Linked DNA regions of Zea mays: region 2 is linked to region 1. A link is a contact called in public Hi-C data. All regions are on one chromosome and are shown on one strand. Each heading gives the region's core, a stretch centred on a gene start, on an enhancer-like site or on the middle of the called end of the contact. The rest is flanking DNA. Distances are from core to core; before and after follow the strand shown.

What was found. Hi-C and Micro-C count contacts between places; a contact is called where the count stands out from the background.
Region 2: a Hi-C map of tassel shows a contact between it and region 1, with 6 times the contacts expected there. The contact joins two enhancer-like sites. A contact is called at or near these places in 7 of 25 Hi-C or Micro-C datasets (ear, endosperm, leaf and 3 more).

The regions. Positions count from the first base shown.
Region 1 is chr6:149,858,843-149,864,592 of Zm-B73-REFERENCE-NAM-5.0, reverse strand. No RefSeq gene overlaps it. Among protein-coding and RNA genes, the nearest start is that of LOC100383697, 20 kb to the right of the region's middle. Within about 2 kb of position 1,557, at least 18 of the 20 cell types and tissues checked have an H3K27ac peak or open chromatin away from gene starts, as enhancers often do. A contact at or near this core is called in tassel, where this site is marked.
Region 2 is chr6:150,009,501-150,015,065 of Zm-B73-REFERENCE-NAM-5.0, reverse strand. It overlaps LOC542211, which reads left to right. Exons shown (of 58, transcript NM_001111823.2): 56 at 1-171; 57 at 260-525; 58 at 634-909. The coding sequence ends at 652. Among protein-coding and RNA genes, the nearest start is that of LOC103630237, 27 kb to the left of the region's middle. Within about 2 kb of position 1,400, at least 5 of the 20 cell types and tissues checked have an H3K27ac peak or open chromatin away from gene starts, as enhancers often do. A contact at or near this core is called in tassel, where this site is marked.

The DNA.
Region 1 (5,750 bases), core at 308-2,807:
AAATAGTGTACCTAGAAGAAGAAGAAAAACAAAAAATTCTATGTAGCTTAAAACAAGAGGTGTAGTGGATCACGCTATAAAATATTAGTATTATCATCCTGCTAATCAGTCTCTGTCCTCCAAGACATCACTTGCACGACGGTACAGGCTCATCTGAACGCAAGATGCAAACACACGAGCCTGTAATTGTACAGATGCTTGTGAGAAATTCCGCCCTATGGGGTAATACCTTGGGCTGGTTTCCAGTGAGCGGCGGCCTCCCCTTTTGCCTGAACGCAACCAGCAGAACGGCCAAACCATCCGAAAGGCGCCACGCACCAAAGACCAGTGCAGGCTAGGTAGAGCGCCGTATGTCCTTGCAAATTGCTTGGACACCATGACATGGCACAGCGCCGAAGAGAAATCCCAAGGTGACGGACGGCTGGCGAGACGAGCCTCGATCGCCTGTGGGTCGTTGCGGTGGTGGTGGTGGTGGTGAGTCAGAAAGATGGTTGGCAGCGTGGGTCGGAGCAAGCTCGATCTGCCAACTGATCATTATTACAGTACAATACAATGCAGGCATGACAAGTGCAGACTGCATTCGCCGCACTGCGTGCTACCAGACGTACGCTAGTCTATCGTCTCGTCGCTCTGCCTATCCATCCGCTCGTCTCTTCTTCCTTGGGTAGTTGGGCGCGCGGTGGTGCCTCATCCAGCTTCAATTCGTTGCTGCTATGACAAGCTGATGTCTTTCTCGTCCTCGTGCTCGTCCGTGATCCGTCAGTCCTTTCATCCAATTGCAGCGTGGTCCCTCCCGTCCGCTCTTCATCACCTGTCTACACACGCAGACTCCAACTACTGCAGCCTCCTTTATTTCCTTTCCGTCCAGGATTAAAAGCTGACGTGCAAACGACAGGTCGATCGATCAATCGGATTCAGGTCACTACGGTATCAGTGGCAGAAGATTTCATGTGTTTGTGTGGGTGTGTGTGTGTGGGGTGGGGGGATTCATTGCAGGAGAGAACCACAAACATACCAGCAGCGGATCCATGCATTGATCTGAATCTGACAGATAATAAAACAAAGGTTGAAGTTGATTGGTCTATACTATACATGACTGGAATTTTTTGGTTACTGTCGCATCAAGCTGGTTATTGGTCATCCTAAATACTGGTATAAATCATTTTAGCTATGTGCTAAACCATTCAATTTAGGTTGAAACCGTCATCAATATATAGAACAATCACATATACAAATGCAAAATATCAGGGCGCGGCGAAGTGCCTTAGCCAAAGCGTCGTATTATTGGAATTGCCCTAACAAAACTCCGTTATCGAATATTTATCGCCCGATAGTTAATTTTGAATTAAAACATGACAAATAAAAAAGAACAGAGAGAGTACTACTTGATATAATGATATCAGATGTAGCAGCTATATATACTACTAACCTGAATGTGCAATATCAGTACTACTTGATATAATGATATCAGATGTGCCTTAGCCAAAGAGTGATTGGGCAGACAAAGTATGGTTGCACCGGCCCAACCCACCGCCACACACCGCGCGCGGTCTGCAGATATTCGCCGCACTTTCTCCTCAGACCGTGCCAACATTCTTCGCCTTTCTGCACTTTGCACCATCTCTGTCCCAGCTTCCCTGGTGTTTTCGCTTTTTCAGGGAACGCCTTCTTCGATATGTCAATATATCCAACGTTTTTTAACTAAAAAATGTAAATGGATATATATATCCTCCTCTCATGCAAGGATATGGTTTTTCGCTTTGTCATGGTAAAATCTCGAAAGATTTTGTCACTTTGAATAATTCTATACATTCACATTTTTTATATATATTATATCATGGCACAATTGGAATACGTATCAGGGCTCATGAGGTACATCATGCATCTCAGATCAAATTTATTGTCAAGTGAGTTAGTTAAAATTATGGACCCAAATTCTTCACCAACAATTAGGTAACTAGATTTTTTATTCCTTGTTTTAGGTATGTGTATCTTCCTTTAAGTATCTACTTTACCTTTTATACCATATGTTATTATTGTTTTGCTTTCAATTGGTTATTGCTGGTCACTTGCTTCTCATTACTATATGGTATCAAAAATAAGACCGCACACGTTAGAAGATAGAAACCTGCTCCCTTCTTTTATCTCTTCTCCGAAGAGATAATTTAAGAGAGAAGGTATGAATAAGCATCACAAACGAAGCAGGAATGCATCAAAGAGTGATGAAGAACGAAGCATGTTACTCATCTCAAATGCCTTAACATTCCTTTTATGCCATCTTTCCTCTTATGAATTAAAAGTACCTCTTATGAATTAAAAGTACTAGCGTACCTTTGACTTTACACGAGAGATAGCACGTAGGTACTTCGAAGGCTAATACAAACGAGGCTTAAGGCCCTCAAAAAGGTGCTTTATGCATGATATTGTTCATCTATTTATAGGAGAGTGATATTGAGAGCACCTAGAGGGGGGGGTGAATAGGTGATCCTGTAAAAACTTCAAACTTAAGCCACAAAAACTTGTTAAGTGTTAGCACGATTATTGCCAAGTGGCTAAGGTGAAGTCTCAACAATCTCAACAAAACACAGTACCACAAGAGAATCAAGCACAGAGTGACACAGTGGTTTTATCCCGTGGTTCGGCCAAGACCAACGCTTGCCTACTCCACGTTGTGGCGTCCCAACGGACGAGGGTTGCAATCAACCCCTCTCAAGCGGTCCAAAGACCCACTTGAATACCACGGTGTTTTGTTTTCCTTTCACTATCCCGTTTGCAAGGAATCTCCACAAATTGGAGTCTCTTGCCCTTACAAGTATATGATCACAAATGAAACACAGAGTAAGGGAGGGAAGCAACACACACAAATCCACAGCAAAAGCGCACACACACGGCCAAGAATCGAGCTCACAAGACTATCTCAGAGTTCTCACTTAGAACAGAGCTCGAATCACTTAGAAACACAAACGAATGCGCAGAGACTTAGTGTGGATGATCAAGAATGCTCAAAGGTTGCTTGTGTGTGTCCTCCATGCGCCTAGGGGCTCCTTTTATAGCCCCAAGGCAGCTAGGAGCCGTTGAGAGCAAATCCGGAAGGCCATCCTTGCCTTCTGTCGTCGGGGGCACCGGACAGTCCGGTGCACACCGGACACTGTCCGGTGCCCGATTTGTTTCCTTAAACGGCGAAGACGACCGTTGCAGACCGTTGGCAGATCTGGCGCTGTTGGCGCACCGGACATGTCCGGTGCACACCGGACAGTCCGGTGCCGTCTTCCGACCGTTGGCTCGGCCACGTGTCCCGCGCGGATTGCGCGGCCGACCGTTGGCCCTGGCCGACCGTTGGCTCACCGGACAGTCCGGTGCACACCGGACAGTCCGGTGAATTTTAGCCGTACGCCGCCGGCCAATTTCCCGAGAGCGGCCAGTTCGAGTCGCGCCAGCCTGGCGCACCGGACACTGTCCGGTGCACACCGGACAGTCCGGTGCTCCAGACCGAGCTGGGTCTTGGCAGCACACAGCCAAGTCCCTTCTCCTTTTCTCTATTCTTCTTCTTTCTGTTTCTAACACTTAGACAAATATATTAGTACTTAAAACCAATGTACTAAGGCTTAGAAACATACCTTTACTTCATGATTTTCACCTTGTTCATCCATGTACATAAATTCACATTTAGGCCCTTGTGTTTGCACTCAATCACCAAAATACTTAGAAATGGCCCAAGGGCACATTTCCCTTTCAATCTCCCCCTTTTTGGTGATTTATGCCAACACAACATAAAGCAAGTGGAACAAGTGCAAAATCACTTCAAATAAAAACTCAAATTGGTTTTGATTCAATTTTGGCATATATGGATCATCCTTTGCCACCACTTGGTTTGTTTTTGCAAATCAAACTCAAATCTCTATCTATAAGTCAAACACACATATTGAAGCATAAAGAGAGTCATTTCAAAAGAATTTGACCACGGATTTCAAAAACTCCCCCTTTTTCCCATAATCAACACTTCTCCCCACAAGAAGCCAACTTTTGAAAATAGAGACAATAAGAGACAATAAAAGCTTTAGCTTTTGACAAAACAAAAACTCTATTCTACTATTTTCAAAATCTTTCAAGTGGTAGCTGATCCATTTATCGCTTTGGCCTTTATTTTCTCCCCCTTTGGCATCAAGCACCAAAACAGGATCAATCTTGGCCTCTTAACCTCATTGCCTCACCAAAGTCTTCAATTAAGAGCAAATGGCAATAAGATTTCATGAGATGAACTTGGAATTAGTTACCCTCTCATCGGAGTGCAGTGGAAGTCTTTTATGGTCCAAGCCCACCTTTTCCCTTTCAATCCTCCTTCGAGACTAAATTATCAAACTCAAGCACATGGTTAGTCTCAAAGGGTCAAGTTGTAACACATCTCCCCCTACACATGTGCATCACTTTGCAACGGACTTGTGAGGTCCAGGGAGTGTTTGTACAACTTGAGCACCATAATAAGCAACATAATGCAAAAAGGAACATGATCAAAAGCATAACTACATGTATGCTACAATTCAATCCAGGTTCCGCGAATCTAAGACATTTAGCTCACTACGCAGCCTGCAAAAGGTCTTCTCATCTAGAGGCTTGGTAAAGATATCGGCTAGCTGGTTCTCGGTGCTAACATGAAACACTTCGATATCTCCCTTTTGCTGGTGGTCTCTCAAAAAGTGATGCCGGATGTCTATGTGCTTTGTGCGGCTGTGTTCAACAGGATTCTCCGCCATGCGGATAGCACTCTCATTGTCACATAGGAGTGGGACTTTGCTCAGATTGTAGCCAAAGTCCCGGAGGGTTTGCCTCATCCAAAGTAGTTGCGCGCAACACTGACCTGCGGCAACGTACTCGGCCTCAGCGGTGGATAGGGCAACGGAAGTTTGTTTCTTAGAGTTCCATGACACCAGGGACCTTCCTAAGAATTGGCACGTCCCCGATGTACTCTTCCTATCGACCTTACATCCAGCATAGTCGGAGTCTGAGTATCCAACTAAGTCAAAGGTAGACCCCTTTGGATACCAGAGCCCGAAGCAAGGCGTAGCAACCAAATATCTAAGAATTCGCTTCACCGCCACTAAGTGACACTCCTTAGGATCGGATTGAAATCTAGCACACATGCATACGCTAAGCATAATATCCGGTCTACTAGCACATAAGTAAAGCAAAGAACCTATCATTGACCGGTATGCTTTTTGATCAACGAACTTACCTCCTTTGTTGAGGTCGGTGTGTCCGTCGGTCCCCATCGGAGTCTTTGCGGGCTTGGCGTCCTTCATCCCAAACCGCTTTAGCAGATCTTGCGTGTACTTCGTTTGGGAGATGAAGGTGCCGTCCTTGAGTTGCTTCACTTGGAACCCAAGGAAGTAGTTCAACTCGCCCATCATCGACATCTCGAATTTCTGCGTCATCACCCTGCTAAACTCTTCACAAGACTTTTGGTTAGTAGAACCAAATATTATGTCATCGACATAAATTTGGCACACAAACAAATCACCATCACATGACTTTGTAAAAAGAGTTGGATCGGCTTTCCCAACCTTGAAAGCATTAGCAATTAAAAAGTCTCTAAGGCATTCATACCATGCTCTTGGGGCTTGCTTAAGTCCATAGAGCGCCTTAGAGAGCTTACACACATGGTCGGGGTACCGTTCATCCTCGAAGCCAGGGGGTTGCTCCACGTACACCTCCTCCTTGATTGGCCCGTTGAGGAAAGCGCTCTTCACATCCAT
Region 2 (5,565 bases), core at 151-2,650, 150 kb before region 1:
TTTGTACATGACCCGTTAATCAATTGGCGTCTGTTCAATTTCAATGAGGTTCCTCAAGTGTCGAACTATGGTAATGTTCATGCTCACACGGTTGTCAGTAGTGAAGAAGCAGTGGCTAACCGAGAGCTCATGCAACCTCAGCGAGGAGCACGTGAGAGGGAACTGCTACAGGTTACCTGCTCTTCTCCATCCTCGTGGTCTGATTGCACTAAACCCGACCACTCACCTGGATGAGTAACCATTAATTTTGTCCATGCAGGCTGTCAATCAACTCGGTGATGCCAATGAGGTTTTGAATGAGCGTGCTGTAGCTGTGATGGCACGGATGAGTGACAAACTAACAGGGCGTGACTTCTCTTCTGGGTCAGCTTTGGCTGGAGCAGGTAGCTCTATCCAACATGGCAGTGAGCATTTGGCTTCAGGAGATGCCCGGGATGCCCAACCTGGTCTCTCAGTGAAGGTTCAGGTTCAGAAGCTCATACTCCAAGCGACTTCACACGAAAATTTGTGCCAAAACTATGTCGGGTATGAATCTGTTCGAACTTCCTCCTTTCTTGCAGCTGCCCCGTTCTGTAATTCTGGGCCAACCATCTTTTTTTGTGACTCACTGTTTGTTGCTTGTTTGTTTCACAGGTGGTGTCCGTTCTGGTGAGCTCTCTTGGAAACAGTAGCAGTTTATAACATGTAAATATTGTGAATACCGTGTGCATAGAAGTTTCGTGGTGACAGTTTGTATGTGCAGCTTTGTAATTAGCAGAACTTCAAGATGCCTTGGACCATCCTTTTGTCAGTTTCTTAGACCGTGTTTAGCAGTTCACCCTTATGGCCATCCAAAACACTGTTTTTGTACTGTAGATTGTATTGTTTGTAGATTGTACTGTTCGCAGGGTGGATTTTTGAATATGAGTATAAGAATGTGTAAGCTGTTGAAGATAGCCTTAGGTTTTCTTCCGTGCCACTTGAGGGTTTGTTCGATTAGCTCTCAATTTATGTGGATTGAGTGAGATCGGATTGGTTTAAATCTCAAGCAAGTTAAATTTTCTTCTTAATTTTTCTAATCTCATCAAATCCATGTGTAACGGGAATAACCGAACAAGGTCTGACTGAAAATGTTAAGAGGGTGTCGGATCCTCTAGACCAAAGTTTAGTCCAGGTTTGGATACTAATTAAGACTAAACATGTGCTTATTATAAAATTAATTGCATATGTCATGTCTAATTTGTGAGATGAATTTATTAAGTCTAAATAATCCCTGACAAGTCTAAATATGTCCACGTTTTTTTTGAGAGTCACGTTCTGGTTTTGCTTCGGTGCAAATGCTATTGGGCCAAAATTGAGGGAGAATTGCTTGCAAAGGTGGCGTCAGAGGTTGGTTTCATCGCAGGGCTCTAGTGCTTCGCCGAGCGAAGATTATCCTTGTTTGTGAAGGCGAGATTTGTTACAGAACCTCCTAAGTTATTGGATCTATATGTATGTGTCCTCGTCTTAAAGAGCTTAGACGGTTATGTATGATCTGCTCGAGTATTCTAAGGATCTCGGATAAACCACTTATAACTATGATCACAAGATTAAGTAAACACAAATTACATACCAAAATTTATAGCGAAAATCTTATTACAAAAGTTACAATGCATATGTCAACCATTCTCATGGATCTTTCAAAACGTGAACCGGTCCGCGCTATCTAGGAGCACAATACTGCATCTAGCGGTCTAGCCTCTTGGCCAGGAGAGTACATCCCGCCATCTCCCATGTCCAGTGTGTGGTTGTTTTTTCACGTATGGAATAGCCGGGTTCAGGCTTACCCTTTACGTGGTATGTTGCTAGCTAAAAAGTCCTTGATCAGCAAGCCTACAACGAACCGTTTTTAATCGACATAAACATGCGAACTTTCATGCTCAACATCTGGTCTCTATTTTTAAAGTATCCCCCAAACTTGGTACCTGAGAGAGGTACCCTACTTGAATGATGAATTCATCATCGCAAATGATGCCTTCATCATTACAAGTCCCTTTTCCATAAATTCCCATATCCACTGTTGCACATCATCTTTTAAAAACAAAACCTCATAAATTCCCATATCCACTGTTGCACATCATCTTTTAAAAACAAAACCTAATTTAATAAGCAGGGCTAAGCATCACTAGCTTTTCATAAAAAAGGTATCAAGGATGATAATCAAGTTTCCAAGGATGGTAATGCATCAATTGTTTCATCACACAACTCCTATCACATATACATCATGTAAGGTAATTTTTTTTGTAAACAATAAGGAAAGGGGTGAATGCATCGGAGCTTAGTCAAGTAGAACATGTGCTCGTATCGACATGGCACCACTGAATGCATCGGGGCTTGCCTGAAAACCAATATTAAGTTAGTGCTTGTTAGAGGCTTCCGCTTGGCAACCATCTTTGATCCTAGTACTTGATCAGGTCATCCATCCTCCGGTTCGATCTGTCGACATCGCCCTGAGATCTGCTCCGATCCATGCCCTTCAGTCTGCACGATCATCTAGCTTACCTATTTGAAATGCACAATGGGTATGCATGAACATAAGGAGGAATATCATAGGATAAATAACGCTACATCGAAGAGAATTAAACACTTATAGCAATGCATCACAAATTCTTATATGTGAGCACTAGATATCTTTGACTCTCTAACATTTATAGAGGGAGTGAATTAGGACTTCTAAAAACTTTGCTAATCTAGGCCACAAATAAATCCCAAGAACAAAACCTATGCAAATAAATAAACTAGAATGTGCAAACTAGGTTTTGTCTAAGAGTTGCTATCTCACTGCAAAAGGAGTTTTGCAACCTAAGTTCCAATCCTAACAAATCTAAACTAGGAATAGAGAAAGAAACTTAGGTACTTAAATGTAAATGCGGAAGCTAAAAACAAACGTAAAGATGCAAACTCCCGTGGACGACGCCAGTAGGTTTACCGAGGTATCCAAAACCGCACAAGGTTCTGACTAATCCTCGTTGGTGTCTCTATGCAAAGGAAAGCCCACACGAGGGTCAAACACCACAGAAGAGTAACTCCATAGAGAGCCGCATGCCTTCTTCACGTGCAAGTGGTGCTCCGCTTCTGGCTCCTCTTGGATGCTCCCCGCGATCTTCACTATCGAGCCTTCGGCTGAAACGCCGTGAGCCTCGTTCCCTTTGGTACACAGTGGCGACCGCACCACAAACTCGGTTGATGCGGTCTCACAAGACTCTCGTCCCACTCAGTACATCTACAATTCCTCGCGCAAGAGTCGAGGGGTTTTCTGAGTTTTTCTAAGCTAACTCAACTAACTAGAAACTTCTAGAGCAAGCGCAATAGCAGTCTAACTAACTTAAGCACTTCGCAAAGCACGTACGTTAATCACCAAGTGATTCTATTAAGCACTTGGGTGTTTGAGCAAGCTCTTGTCATACAATGCCTTACCAAGGTGAGCCACCTCTTGCTTCAATTATTCATTTTCCATAGCAATCTCATCTGAACAAGTTTCTACAATAACATTCTTCACAAGAACCTGATTGCATGGATAGAGTCATCAATTAAATCAAAGCAACAAGTAGAAGCATCTTTCTTAATAATTCTAGGAATTCAACTAAAGATGCTCCTAGGGTGCTACCGATGTTTCTAGCTTAGTAGTTAGCTCATTATTATGTATGCTAAGAATTTCATTTGTCTAGCAAGTTTTCAATATCATCTTGAGAGCTAGCTAACTTAGCCTTAAGTCTTTCATTCTTTTCAAAAAGATTATCATCGGTATTTGAGGATGGAACTTTAGACTCTAACTGCTCAATTTTAGTTGTTAGCTCACAATTGAAATTTGCAAAGATTTCAAATTTCTCCAACAAACATTTGAGAGCTAAGCAACTTATTTTTCAAAGTTTTTAATTGAGCCTTTTCTTTTGTGCAAAACATCCCAAAAAACTTAATGGCTTGCGCAAGTTCATCTAAGGAGGGCTTTCCCTCACTATCACAATCATCACTAGAGGATTAGATACGTGTGCTACTAAAAGTCGCCTAGAGGGGTGGGGGTGAATAGGCGAAACCTAAAAATTATAAACTTCGAACACGGACTTCACCCGAAGTTAGCGTTTGAACAAGTAATAAAGAAATTTGAGTACGAAATATGGTTCTCCTTGCCATGATTTGCTCAATCAATGTGCAGATTTACTTTGGGAGCTAACTCAAATGGATAAGCAATAGAACTTTAGAGAGAGGAGAGAAGAAGAATCAAACCGCAAGGTAATGATCAACTTTTTCCCGAGGTTCGGTTCTGAAGAACTTACTCCCCGTTGAGGAGGCCATGTAGGTTAGGTCTCTTTCAACCCATTCCCTTTCTCAAATGGTCACTTAGACCGGTTGAGTGCTTCTTCTTAATCTCGAGGGTCACTTAGACCATGCAAGGATCACTACACAATTAGGTGTCTCTTGCTAGCTTTACAAGTCACTTGAAAGTTTAGAAGGAGATGAAGAAAGCACGATCAAGAAACCAAGCAACAAAGAGCAAGAAATAAAACACTAGCTCACACTCTCTAGAATTTCTCACAAGGCATTAATCACTAATGAACACAATCACAATTATTGCACTTGGAGGATCTTTGATGCTTGTGTGAGGCTTTGGAGTGAACTCTAGATCTTTGCAATTAATGTGGGAGTTGGAATGCTTGGATGTGTTTGAATGGAGGTGGTTGGGGTTGAATTTATAGCCCTCAACCACCACATAACTGTTGCTAAGTTTCTGCCACTTGCGAACGGTCCGCACCTCTGGGCCGGACGGTCCGCCCCTACACATCAACGGTTGGAAACACAACGGTCAGCATTAACGACTATATCAACGACTATGAGTGCATTAAATGTGTCACCAGATGTCAGATAAAGCAGTCATGGACGATCTGGTCGTGCACCCCGGACAGTCCACAAGGACGCTAAAAATGATTTTACCAAACTCACCACCTTTGGGTTTCTCTGGTTTCCAATGAGCGGACAGTTCGCACCTGAGGGCCGGACGGTCCGCGCTAGGTCTCAGACGGTACTCTTGTCTCCTTCGGATAGTCCATAGTAGAGATTCTATGATTTGTGTGGTTTCTGCCCGAGGTTCACCGAGGTGTTGCGGACGGTCCGCCGGAAGAGCGTGAACGGTCCGTGCACATGTGAATTCTCCAAAAAGCTCTCCTATCCGTAATAATCTACGATATTCTGGACAGTCGACTTAGAATTAAGATGATTGGACTTGTGCACCTAACAATAAATCAACTAGGCAAACTAGTTAGTCTATTAGGTTGTGATGGTCGTCAATCATCAAAATCAATTTAGAGAAAATGGTAAATGCCATTTCCCTTTCAATTACCTCTTGCCGTAAGGCATTTATGTGATGAACGTGAAGAACATAGTGAAGAGCGGTGACTGTGGGTCTTTGGAGGTTCATCTTTGTTTGAAGAATCATCCCAAGTCTTGACACTTGTGAGCACCTTGCCTTTGCTCCTCCTTTCCTTGGGTTCGGTCGTGTTTGGGAAATTATCCTGGAAATGGTCCTTGTCCCCACATGTGAAGCATCATCTT